Regions from separate parts of the Pan troglodytes genome. Here region 2 is linked to region 1. A link is a contact called in public Hi-C data. All regions are on one chromosome and are shown on one strand. The core of a region is the stretch at or near the end of the contact, and the rest is flanking DNA. Distances in the headings are between cores, read along the strand shown.

Evidence for each region. Hi-C and Micro-C count contacts between places; a contact is called where the count stands out from the background.
Region 2: a Hi-C map of stem cell-derived neural progenitor cells shows a contact between it and region 1, with 8 times the contacts expected there. The contact joins two enhancer-like sites. A contact is called at or near these places in 3 of 7 Hi-C or Micro-C datasets (blood, induced pluripotent stem cells and stem cell-derived neural progenitor cells).

What each region holds. Positions count from the first base shown.
Region 1 is chr6:147,017,263-147,023,862 of NHGRI_mPanTro3-v2.0_pri, forward strand. No RefSeq gene overlaps it. Among named protein-coding and RNA genes, the nearest start is that of PODXL, 97 kb to the left of the region's middle. Within about 2 kb of position 3,674, at least 7 of the 24 cell types and tissues checked have an H3K27ac peak or open chromatin away from gene starts, as enhancers often do. A contact at or near this core is called in stem cell-derived neural progenitor cells, where this site is marked.
Region 2 is chr6:146,864,542-146,871,141 of NHGRI_mPanTro3-v2.0_pri, forward strand. It overlaps PODXL (podocalyxin like), which reads right to left. Exons shown (of 8, transcript XM_527978.9): 8 at 2,953-6,600. Among named protein-coding and RNA genes, the nearest start is that of PODXL, 56 kb to the right of the region's middle. Within about 2 kb of position 3,515, at least 2 of the 24 cell types and tissues checked have an H3K27ac peak or open chromatin away from gene starts, as enhancers often do. A contact at or near this core is called in stem cell-derived neural progenitor cells, where this site is marked.

The DNA of each region.
Region 1 (6,600 bases), core at 2,424-4,923:
CAGCTTCCCAAGTAGCTGGGATTACAAGCACACGCCATCATGCCCGGATAATTTTTGTATTTTTAGTAGAGACAGGGTTTCACCATGCTGGCCAGGCTGGTCTTGAACTCCTGACCTCAGGTGATCCACCTGCCTTGGACTCCCAAAGTGCTGGGATTACAGGCGTGAGCCACCGCGCCTGGCAGAGATCACAGTTTCTTACGCCACATTATCTTAGCATGGGGTACCTCACATCTGTTGTGTGATGTGTCCAGCCTGGATTCGGACTATGCTGTTACTGGCCATTATTGCACACCCACTGAACTCCAGGGACTGTTTTAACGTCTTAGGTAACGGTCTTTAGGAAGTTCTCACACTTTCGGGAACCTCCATTGCAGGTGGAAAAGGTCTTTGTTCCTCCTGCCTCCCTGACCCCCAAGAACACGGTTGTTCCACCAGAAAAAGCCCTCATTCCTTGGCCATGTTTACACGTTCTGAATGAAGGATTCAGCTAGGAACCTCTACTGCTTTGAGAAGCATTTCAAAAGATAGAAATAAGAAAAATGAACAAACATTCCTGCATTTTTGAAATGGTGACATTTCATTTGGGCATCACACCCACTGTGTGAGATTTGTGATCTCCATGTTTGGGATGAAGAAATGGATGTGTGAGGTGGAAGAAGGGATGGGAGGGGAAAGGGTAGCTTGGAGCAGGGCTAGCAGGAGGCAGCGAGGTGCTCAGGCCGTAGTACCTGCCCCGAGAGGAAGCACCCTGCACATCTGTGCCCTGGGTGCTCACTTGACTCACCTAAGTCCTAGCTCTGGGCAGGAGGCTGAGCCTGAGAGAAGCCTCCCCAAGGCCAGGAGCAGGTGTCCACACCCCAAGGTCTGAAAGCCACCCTAAAGTGGGTTCAGGGCTGTAAGGGGCTCCGTGTGGGAAGTCAAGAAGGCCCCCGGGGGCTGAAAACAGAGTTTGACCTGAAAGAGGCCTGAGCCCCAGGACCTGCACTGTGTCTGAGTTAATTGTCCCCACCCTCTGCCTGTCCCTTGTCTTAGGTGTTCAGTCCTAATTACTGCTTTTTTTTTTTGTTTTTTTTTGTTTTGAGGCGGAGTCTCGCCCTGTCGCCCAGGCTGGAGTGCAGTGGCATGATCTCGGCTCACTGCAACCTCCGCCTCCCAGGTTCAAGCGATTCTACTGCCCCAGCATCCCGAGTAGCTGGGATTACAAGTGCGTGCCACCATGCCCAGCTAATTTTTTGTATCTTTAGTAGAGACAGGTTTTCACCATGTTGGCCAGGCTGGTCTCAAACTCCTGACCTCGTGATCCTTCCTGCCTCGGCCTCCCAAAGTGCTGGGATTACAGGTGTGAGCCACGGCGCCCAGCCTTAATTACTGCTTCTTAACATCCCTACAGGAGCCACCTGAAGGTGCTATGGATGCAGGTGAAGAAATGACATCCAGGCAGGGCTTATGCAGATGCCTCTTGCCTCCAAAAGGAGGATTGGTTCCCTCTGCTGTACTTAAAACAACTTGAAGCTGGGAATTGTGGAGGGGGGGAGGGGGCCTCAGTCCCACAGAGACCTAGCTCCCATTTCGTGTGGCCAGGGTGTTGAGAAACTTTGTCCCTGGAGCCCCTGTGCTGAGTCATAAACACATGGGACAAATTCCAGCAGAAACGACCATTCACTAAGTTGCAAGTGACTTTCTCAGTCTTCTTTGCTTTTGTGCAGAGAAGACTGAGAATTCAGCCCTAGAGAATTCAGCTCTGGTTGTGAGTGCCTCTTTTCCAGGGCAGAGACTTCTGGAAAAGCAGATGGAGCCTTGTGGAATGGGGCTCTCTGCCTCATCTGGGGAGTGACTCTCGATTCCCCTCACCTGTCCCTCCCATCACACCTGGGCTTCTTTGCAGTGACAGGTGTGTGTCTGGAGAGGGAGTAGAGTGGAACGCAGGGTGTGGCTGTGGGATGTGGGGGTCGCAGAGGTGCACCCTGGGATCTGAAGGCTGGCCTCTGTCCTCCCATCTGGACGGGCAAGGAGCTCAGCCTCCCAGACTCTGCTTTCTGAGTCATCTAATGGCAGTCCTCATAATTTCCTCCTAGGATGGTTGAGACGGTCAAAAGGAAAGCAGGTGGGAAAACTCCTGGCGAAGCAGAAAGTGTTTCGCTGTGGGGAGGTTTTATTTTTCCCTCATGAGGAGTGGACGGTGGAGGCGGGGGGACAGTGGGAGGGAAAGGCCTGGGCAGGCGTGTTCGGGAAAAGATGATGAAGGGCACTTTGGAATTTGTAGATACCAGGAGACAAAGGGGAGGAGTGCTGTGGGGGGTCATTTGGGGTTGGAGGCTGAATAAGCAGGGTGTGGAGTGGGGCAGAAGAATCCAGCATCTCCCAAAGTGGAGGGATAGTGAGCAGTTGCTGCATGTGTGGGGTGTGTGTGTGTGTGATGTGTTTTGTGTGTGCTGTATGTGTTTGTTGTGGTGTATGTTGTGTGTGCTGTGGTGTGTGGGTGCTGTATTGTATATGTAGGGTGTGTATGCTGTGTGTTGTGTGTGTGGTGTGATGTGTGTGTGTTGTAGTGGTATGTGTTGTAGTGGTATGTGTTGTGGGGGTGTGTATTTGTGGTGTGTGTGTTGTGTGACGTGTGTGTAGGGTTTATGTGTTGCATTATGTGTTGTGTGTATGTTGCGTGTGTTGTGTGTTGTCTGGTACATTGTATTGTGGGTGTGTGTTGTAGGGATATGTGTGTTGTGTGTTATGTTGTGTGGGTATGTGTGGTGAGTTGTCCATTGTGTGTCGTGTTGGGTGTGTGATGTGTGTTGTGTGGTATGTTGTACTCTGTGTGTGTGTTGTGGGGTATGTGTTGTATGGATGTGTGGTGAGTTGTGTGGTAAATTGTGTTGTAGGGGTGTGTGTTGTAGGGGTGTGTATTGGGGTGTGTATGTGTGGTGTGTGTTATGTGATATGTGGTGCATTGTGTTGTGGGGTGTGTGTCATAGGGGTGTTTGTGGTGTGTGTTGGGTTGTGTTGTGGGTATGTGTGTGTAGCTGATGTTGGGATACATTGTGTGTTTTGTGGGTGTGTGTGGTATGTTTTGTGTTGTGTTGTGGGTGTGTATTATAGGGGTGTGTGTGTTGTGTGTTGGGGTGTGTGTGGCGTGCCTTGTGTGGTATGTGGTACATTGTGTTGTGGGGTATGTGTTGTAGGGGCGTTTGTGGTGTGTGTTGGGGTGTATATGTGTGGTGTGTGTTGGGTTGTATTGTGGGTATGTGTGTTGTGTAGTGGATGTTGGGATGCATTGTGTGTTGTGGGTGTGTGGCATGTTGTGTATGTTGTGGGTGTGTGTGGTGTGTTTGTTTTGTGTTGTGGGTCTGTGTGCTGTGTTGTGGGTGTGTTGTGGGATGTGTGTTGTAGGGGTGTATGTAGTGTGTTGGGGTGTATATGTGTGGTGTGTGTTGGGTTGTGTTGGGGGTATGTATGTTGTGTAGTGTGTGTGTTGGGATGTGTTGTGTGTGTTGTGTTGTGGGTGTGTGTGGTGTGTGTGCTGTGTTGTGGGTGTGATGTAGGGTGTGTGTTGTAGGGGTGTGTGTGGTGTGTGTTGTGCGGTGTCCTCCTGGGCATGTTCCCACCTTGGCAGTGCTGCCTCTGCCTGGGCCGCCCTTTGGGCAGCTGCTCCTGAGCCCTGCCTGGCTTAGTTGGCCTGTGCCCGCCACCTGGTGGCCGAGAGTGGAAGGGCAACCGGGCGTCTCACCACGGCCGTGGCTTGGGCGCATCCTCCTTTAAGAATAGGTCCTTGTCCCCCTCTCTGCTTGTGTCTCTTCTCCTCAGCGTCTTGCCTCTACCTCCTTCTCTCACCTCTGTACCAAGGGGGTCGGATTTCAGGTTTCCCCAAACGTCTCAGCGTGAATGGGAGTGAAGTCTCCAAGGTTGCCTGCCTCCCAGGGCGGTCGTGAGGATGACATGGCTGAGGAGGGGGCTGTGACAGGATGTGGCAGCTCACAGGCTCCTCAGGCATGACAGGAGAGGTACAGGATGAGCTTGCAACCCCCTCAGAATCAGGTGGCTATTGTGGAGCAGCCCCTCCAGGATCCCAGCACAGGTTCCGTCCCTGCCAGTTTACGGGAAAGGTGGCCAGGTGTCAGCAGTCAGGCATTTCTACTCCACGTAACACCCACCTGCTGTGTATTTTCTATTAAGGATTTTCAAAACAAACAAGGGAATTATTTGAGATGCATAAAGTTACATTGTGTGGATTTACTAAGCAATTAAAGCAAATGCTGTGAGTAATTGCAGATGTGCTGTCCAGGTATTGTTCTGGTTTTAACTACTGATCCCTTCTCCCTAAAGAGCAGGCCCTGGTCCTTTAGACAGAGCTGCCTGGGCTGATAGCTCTGCCCTAAGTGCGCAATGATTCCTTCATTCATTTGTACATTTGGTTACTGATGTAACAAGTATTCATTAAATCCGCAGCACGCGCCTGGCACTGTGCTACATACTGGGGACAAAAAAGATGAACAAACACATCCTGCCCTCCAGGGTCCTGACTACAGCTAAGAGGCCACATCAAGATAAATGCAACAAGCCTGCATCAGGGGGCTTCACCTGAGCCAAGGCTGTTGTCCCCAAAGCGTCTGACATGGGGGCCTTTAAGAGTTAGTGTTTCAGGAATACACACACCGGTCTTTTCAGACTCATCTGTGTGAAACTCACATTCTGATGCTCTGAGATTCTGATGCAGTCGGTCTATGAAGCTCCTGGAAGCCAGGTGTGTAGCCCCTTTTCTAGAACATGACTGGGATAGGAGAGTGGAGACAGGGCAGGGGATTTCAAGGCGACAGGCTGGTGCTGCCTGGGGAAGAGGGGCTCTTAGAGCAGCCAGGCACCTCTGCTGATTGGCCTGGACCTAGGAGGCCAGGGCCCCATGCTCTGTGCTGTGGGCTCCCACCAGGCAGCAGTGGCCTCCACAGAGAGAGTGCGGCCTGCCAGTGGCAGCTTCGCTGTCTGGCACAAAGTAAGTGAGGGTTTAATGACATTGCCATGATGTCTTTCTTTTCTTGGGTTCCTGCTGCCTGCACCTGGCGGAAATACAGCGGGGTGGGCTGAGGCTTCTGTGTTCTCTTGGAGTTGATGGTCACAGCTCCTTGATCTGACTGGCCTGGCTTGACTGGATCACAGAAAAAGCTGCTTATTCACCTAAACAGGCCAATGTCACCAGCAAGACTGACTTGGGATACAAAGCAACTCTGTATCTATGGCTTATTTCCAAAAGGATGTTCTATAAACATTAACTCAATGTAATTTATAATAATAATATAATTAATATCACAATATTGTATATAATATATAATCAATATAATCATAATACAATATTATAAAATTAATATAATGTTATAATAGAATTAATAGTTACACTATCATATAATACAATATTTATACTATAATATAGTTAATTTTTATAATATTAATTTATGAAAATTTCAAATGCAGAGAGGGAAAAAATGAGAAGACAAGAGAAAAATGAGAGATTGATGGTCAACTTAGGATATATTGGTAAAACATAATTTAAGTTGTAAAAATAAACAGTTTTTTGAAGTAGCTACCCAGATGTTTTGATAAAATGACTTTTCAAGAGGTGGGGGTTGCATTCAGCATTTCCCAGGTACATTTGGTCATGGAGTCCTTCCTGGGAACCGCCTCTCCACACTACAGTTTGGGGAATATCAGTTTGGGAAACATTTCTCTATGGTTTTACCTTCTTCTTCTCCACCAGCATCTGATGCAAAGAGAATAAATCAGTAATACTTCAAGCCCTGCTGGCATTCTCCACAAGGGTGTTACCACCCGAAGGGGATGAAATTGGCTCCTGAAGAGCAAAAAAATCTTTTTTTCTTTCTTTTTTTTTTCCTTAGAGACACGGTCTTGCTCTGTTGCCCAGTCTGGAGTACAGTGGTCTCGCTATGACCTCAAATTCGTGGGCTCAAGTGATCCTCCCACCTTAACCTCCCAAGTGGCTGAGACTACAGGTGCATGCCAACATGCCTAGCTAACTTTAAAAACTTTTTGTAGAGATGGGGTCTTGCTATGTTGCCCAGGCTGGTTTCAAACTCCTGGCTTCAAGCAGTCCTCCTGCCTCAACCTCCCAAAGTGTTGGGATTACAGGTGTGAGCCACTGAGCCCAGCCCAAATTCTTATTTTTTAAATGTATAAAGCACAGATATACATTCAGTCCACAAACTGATATGTGGTATATCTGTAGCATTAACGTTGCATAAATGAGGGAGCGTTAGGGGAAAAAATGTCTATAAAGGCTCCACAGGAGGGTGATTGCAAAAAGAAGAGAAAAGGCTGAGAAATGCTGACATAGACGCATTTCAGTTGGTCAGTTGGTGAAATGGAGTTTGGTGAGGCTCTGCCGCTGTGCACCTTGGGGTGAGTTGTTTACCTCTCTGAGCTTCAGGTTTCTAACCTGGGAAATGAAGCCTTTTGCTACCTCATAAGACTGTGGTGAGCTTTAATGAGACAAGAACAATGCCTGACAAACAGGAGGTGTTTGGAAAATGGAGGCTGCAGATAGACCTTTAAGCCTGAAACTTTGCTGTCTGCTCGCAGTAAGTTGTAGCACAGTCA
Region 2 (6,600 bases), core at 2,265-4,764, 150 kb before region 1:
ACAAATTGAATAATCCAAACCTTACTGCAGAGCTTTCATTTCTAGGGTGTCCTTTGAGTGTGGCCCTTAAGTAACATTTCTTTGTGTTCTCAAAACAGGAAAGCATGAGGTGCAGTGATAAGGTAAGGAATCGGCCTTTCCTTGGTCAGTCCTCCAGAGAATTAACTCAAAAGGATCAAAATGCAGGACACTACCCTTGATATATTTGTCACTACCTTCTGGTGGGAAGACAGCAGTAAGTAAAGAAGCCTTGGCCCTAAACACAGATGAGAGCCAGCTGCTCCCAGGTCAAGCACATGTGGAGACTGTACTACAGAGCTTGGAAGTTGCTGCGTTAGGAGCTTCTGCCGCCTAAGGAAGATGACCGAGCATCTAATAGGGAAATGGCTGTGTGTGCCCATGCTCCTGTAACTTCTCATATAAATGACGACTGCAGAGTTCATAGAAACGGGGGGGGGGGGGGCCGTGGGGGGGGGGTTATTTTCCCTGTAAATGAAGGCAACATTGGTTTATCACTAACTGTTCAGATTCTGAAGGTATTAATATGACTGGAAAGACCATCTGAGGCTTGTACAGTCCTGGCGTAAGTCAAAATCCTGGTTGATGACATTCCTTCTTTAGCACCACGTATGCTACATCTTCCTTTGCCTTTTACATTCTTAGAGAAAAGGAAGAGGGGACTGGAGACTTGGGCTTTCTGGGGCATAGGGCAGTTGGGGCAGCAGAGGATGATGCCACCATCCTTACTCTACAGCTTCACTATTGTCTTACGGGGACTTTTTTCCTGTGGGCTTTCACCCAGCAAAAGCAGCAGCCGTCAATCATATCCATGCCAGAGAGATTCTTAATATAGGAGAAACTGTAATAAGGAGAAACTACGTAGAAGTAGCCTGCCTAGCACTACGTTAGTAAGTTTTAATGGTTGGCAAACCCCGAGAGGTGGTTAGGACCCTTGGCGATGTACATAGCAGCATTGTACAGCTGCCCTCTAAACTTGGGACATAGAATGGAGAGTCCAGGAGGAATTGGGAATCCTGGCTTTCATTTCCTGATGACCAATGACTTCTGCATAATATTGCACAACTTCTCTGCCTCATTTCTTCTGTGAAGTAAATACTGGCAGCAGATCTTGTTTGCTAGGATCCTATTGATTTTCTTTTTCTTTTTAGGACAGGGTCTCACTGTGTCATGCAGGCTGGAGTGTAGTGGTGTGATCATAGCTTACTGCAGCCGCCAACTCCTGGGCTCAAGTGATCCTGCCTTAGCATCCTGAGTAGCTAGGACTACAGGCATGTGCCAGCAAAACTGGCTAATTAAAAAAAAAAAAAAAAATGTAAAGATGGGATCTGGCTGTGTTGCCCAGGCTGGCCTGGAATTCCTGAGCTCAAGCTATCCTCCCACTTTGACCTCCTAAAGTGCTGGGATTAAAGGCATAAGCCACCATTCCCCACCAAGGTCTTTGAAAGCAATAGATATCTCAGTGTTTATCACTAGTGTTAATTATGTAGCCAGTTCTATTCTTTATTTACTTTTTTCCCTTGTGGTACAGAAGAAATCTGTGATTTGGGAGGGAGCTTATAGGGAAGGTTCTGAGTGACAAATGAGCATAACGCATTTAAATTGACAACTGAGCGTGTGTCTTGGTTGGCAGGCAGGGATCAGGGTGAATGACCTACTCAGAAAGAGAATGGGATCTTAGGTCTAACTTGTGGCCCACGATAAGCTGTGGGTCACTCTTAGAACAGTGCACCTCGACCATGGCCAGGGTCCTGTGTGAGTTCCTTGTACTTGGACTCCTTTCTGTATCCTTGGCACCCTCTCGAAGCTAACCTCAAAATTACCCGGGCCCAACTCTAGACCTCTCTTCAGAGTTTAACTGCTTTTCACAACTTTCATGGAAGGAAAATCATGTTGTAACAGTAGTTGCATTCTAGAAATGTATTTTGCTGTTGTTGGAACTCTGGCATTAACGTGATACTGAGAAAAGAGTGTAGGACTAAAGAGCAAAAAGAGAATCAAGGCCCATGCTGCCATTTAAATGGTTGTGTGATCAATCTCAAAGAGAATACTTAACTCCTGCATCTAATTTCCCGAGTGGGGACAATTCCTATAAGATAGGTTTGTAAACCTATAGGTTTCCTATAAAATGGTTTGTAAATGGTAAGATGCTAGGCAAGTAGACAAGATTGTTGTCTAGCAACTAAGATTATGGACCAATTCTACCTGACAGTTTCCCTTCTGCAAGTTGGGAATGATGAAGTTTTCCCCTTCCGATGAAGAAGCATGCAGCTGTGGATAATACCACACTAGGAGATGAAGAAAGAATCATCTCCAGTGATTCCTTCCTTAAACCGCTATCTATCTTCACTGCAGACCTGGAGGGAGGGATAGGCAGAAGCCTCTTGTGGCAGTAAACAGATCCTTTTATGGCAGAAACAGGGCCAGAACAGAGCTTCTTTGTTTTTACATATATATATATATATATATATATACACACACACACACACATATGTATGTATACATACACACACACACACACATATATATATATTTTGTCTCTTTGCCAGTGTTTTCATACCTGATCAATGTTCAGCAGCCCTCTTGGGGATTTCTGATAGTGGTGATTCACAATGTATCTGAGGCAGAAGTAGAGGGAAGGAAGACAGCGAAACATACAACGTCATCTTAGGGGAAAGTGAGGTTCTTTAGAGTCACTAGGATAGCTTGAGTAACATAAAGACTCATAACCACCTTTAGGATCCCCCCTTTTTTTTCTTCCGGTTTCTCTCCTTCTCTTGCCTAATTTCTTTGCCTGCAGAGTTGGACAAGTGTAACTCAGCACGGAGGCTCCTGTGCTACGGGTGTGAGCCGACATTCTCAGGCACTTTGGCGATGAGCCTCATACACAAGTGAAGGCTTTAAGTCCGAGCAAACTACTAGAGCTTGAACCAGTTTACACAAAAACACTTTAATTGACAGTATACAATTTTCCAAAATATATTTTTGTAAGAAAATGCAATAATTATTAACTATAGTTTTTACAAACAAGTTTCTCAGTAAATTCCAGTGTACTTCAGACCCCTGTCCACTAAGACATATATGATCCCCCAGTTCCTGGGCAAACTGTTGAACATTCACTGCAGACAAAAAGACCAACACCAAAGAGTCATCTGTGTCCTCCATGCTGTGTTTGCAGCAGACCTGAGGGATCAGCTAGTGACCGTGACAAAAGCTATGCTACAGTTTTACTCTTGCCCTCTCTGCCTCCCCCATCATGTTTCCTTGGTCCCTCAGTCCTGTTGGAGTAAGTAAGTTCCATACATAAAAGCTCATCCAAAACTTTGTTTCTTGGCAGAAAGAATTGTTCACTTACATCTTAAACCTAAATGATTCAGAGAAAGTGTAGAAGACCAGTTCTTATGTTTGTGTTCATGCCCTCCCTAGCCTTGCTAGGGTAACAACTGGGAAAGGAATTCTGTCCTTTGTGTCATTCTGGCACCTTCGAGTAGCAATTCTTAATTTACCGATTATTCCTTCTGAGGCGCACAGTCTGTGGATCCAGGTTTTAATCTTGTTTCTGTCCTGAACCATGTGATTTTGAGGAAGTCACTTCATCTTTGTGAGCTTCAGATTATCTTTTTCTCTAGAAAAAGATTGGACTAGATCTTGAAATACCTTTCTCCATGACTACAGGGTTGCCTGCCAACCAGAGCATATTGACTCCAACCTTTACTGAAATGGAGCTGTGACTTTGCTGGGGAGGGGGCAGGGTTGCATTTTAAAATTAAAAAAAAAAAAAAACACCTGATCTACAAGACAAATACTTTATCATAAGTTTGTCTTGTTATATTTCATTTTTTGTTTAAAAAAAAAATCAAGCAAAAACTTGTCATTTCCAGTAAGACATTTACATTCCTGTCCAGAGAAAAAACTTGGCCATCACTCAGCTAACATAATGCTTTTTCAAAGTATGTTCACTTAAAGCAGTGCAGGGTAGATTAACATGGTCACTATATTTACATTATCAAAAAAATATATGTATATGTATCATCAGTTTGAACTTGTTCTTCAAAGTTTCTCCAGTATATTGTCAAAAAACATAAAGCTCAAGAAGTGGTTTAAATAAACTTTCTGCTAGCTTTCCTTATCAAGCGGGAAAAAAATCTGGTGCCTAGACTAGATTAAACCCGTATTCTGTCTTACAACGCAAAGAATATTCTGTACCTCCTTCATAAGCATTGCTGCCTGTCTCCCCACTCTCATGACAGTAGGCTTCCCAGTCATCATACTTGTGGTTTCTGGCCTCCTGTGCAGCTTGGGGAAACCACAGTTTACCACTGAAAGAGTTGATAAACTGTCTTTGCTACAACCTGTTTAAGTCATGCTGAGCTTCTAGTGTTCCTCTTACCTCTTCCCAGACCCAATGCTCTCTGAATTATCAGAGAGCATTTAGAACAAAGTAAAGGTGGCAGAAGATGATGACCTTTATAGATGCATGGCTGTTTGGCCTGTTGACATAGGTGTCCTGGTGGCAAGAGCAAGGCAAGGTGTCAGATTCTGAAGCTGTCCTAAGCCTAGACTAACACAGTTTGGACGAATATAAAGCAGTAACCTCTGAATCAGCCCAAAGCCTCTCCGGGTTCTCCTTGGACAGAGTGATGGAGAGTCAGGAGAGTCAGGACCGACCTGGCCAGGCACTCCTGCTCTCGAGTCCTTGCCAGTCATCATCTGTCTCCAAGAGGCCATAGGGTTGCAGCCTTTGATTGATTTGCAGAGGCCTATTTGCTGTCTCCGTCAAAAGCCCTGGCTGGTGAAGTGGACCCAGGATCAGTAAAGGAGGAATAATCCAGTCTGGCCTCTCCCACGGGACCACAACAGAAAACCTACTGGGTGGAGAGAACCCAGCGCTGGGCAAGAAGGAAGCAAACACCTCACTCAAGCCTAACAAGATTTCCTGTTTTCCCCCAAACAGGCACTGTTCTCCATCCTGCCCACCTCCAAACACTAGAGCATCGGGGCAGATGTTTTTGGAACTTGTTAGCCTCGCATCCCTCTAACTCCTGGGAAACTCGCTGGGGCCCTATGTGAACCCTTGGCCTTCCTTTTCCCCTAGGATATCAGATGGCTACAGACTGTGAGGAAGGAATTAGGCAGATGGTGCAGGACAGATCTTCCCCAGCCCCTCCCCCTACCCTTTTAAAAAGTAAGCCATCCCGAGTGGATAGCCTATTTCATCAGAGCTACTACAGCCGGAGCCTGACTCTTAAGACCCTGGAGGTGTGGCGTTTCACCCGAAAAATGGCAATTTCATTCCCCTAAGCAGTTCTGCCCATTTTCCTACTTGATCCCAGGGAATTTACGCCCAGAAGGATGGAGACCATGGCGAAAGTTCAACATTCCACACAGGATTCCCCCTTCTCAATCAGATGAAACCTCACCATGCCCACTGCTTAGGAGCCTTCTACATGGCAGCTAACTGCTGAGCCCATAAAAGTCCTATATTGGGGAATAGACATAGCTTTGTGTTCCCCTGAGATGCCACCAGAAACTGCAAGAGAACCGCAGCAGCCCCACTAGGCTCACAGAGAAGAGGAACAGCAAGGCCTAGCTCCAGGCCAGGACAGTGGGACGTTCCCACAACAGTCTGTCCCCCAGGCTGCCCTTCATGCACCCAGCATGCACTGCGCTTTCCAGGCCCTCTTTTCCTGTGGCACAGGAGAATCAGAGTGAGTGAGATGAGCTAACTGGACGTCTGCAACTGTCTGAGCTTTTGGCCTTTGGCAGTGGAGGGCTGGGTTAGAAAACAACTATAACAAAACTCTCAGCAACTTGAAATGTCCCTGAGTTTCCTATGACATACAGGGGAAAGCCTGTCCTTCCTGGCTGCTTTAATGGATTGTCTCTGAAGACACATCGCTGACGGGGGGCCCTGGGAAGGCCTCTCCTGCAGCCACTGCTCTTTCATACTGGGTCTCGGAATCACTCCCATCAGCTGAGCAGTGAACAACAAAAGGAACACGCTGCTGTCACTAGCTACAGCAGATTTTAGTCCCTGGTGGAAATGGAAGCCCAAAGATCGTGGGTGGCCTCCGCAAGGAGTGCCGGGGGCAATGGGCCAGTGTTCCTGCTGACCCCTCATCAGCTGCCCTGAGATACCAGCCTGGACTCGAGTGTCCCCTTCTCTCCTCACCTGCACGCAGGTCCCCTAAGCAGACCTGGTTCACGCACGGAGACCTGTGTGGGTTAAGCCCCCATCTCACGAAGCAAATGTGAGAAAATCCGAATCCAGAACAAGGGGTTCAAGGTTATGAATAACCTATGCTAATCCCAGAGGCCCCAGGACAGAGTAAGTGGGAACAAACAATGAGTGTAGGGAGGGGTAAGAACACAGAGGGTGGGAAGATGGGTACACGAGGCTGGGGTAGGAGAAGGAAAACTTGGGAGCTGGACTTTCAGGTTGTCAGATCCCACCGAGCCAGGATGTAGCCCTGCCCTCCTTTCCAGCCCAGCCACCTGCTGGAGTTTCACCCCTGCCCGGGACTGCTCTGGACGGAAGGCACATGTGAACACAGCAGTGTGGCATGGTGCAAATGGAATCTT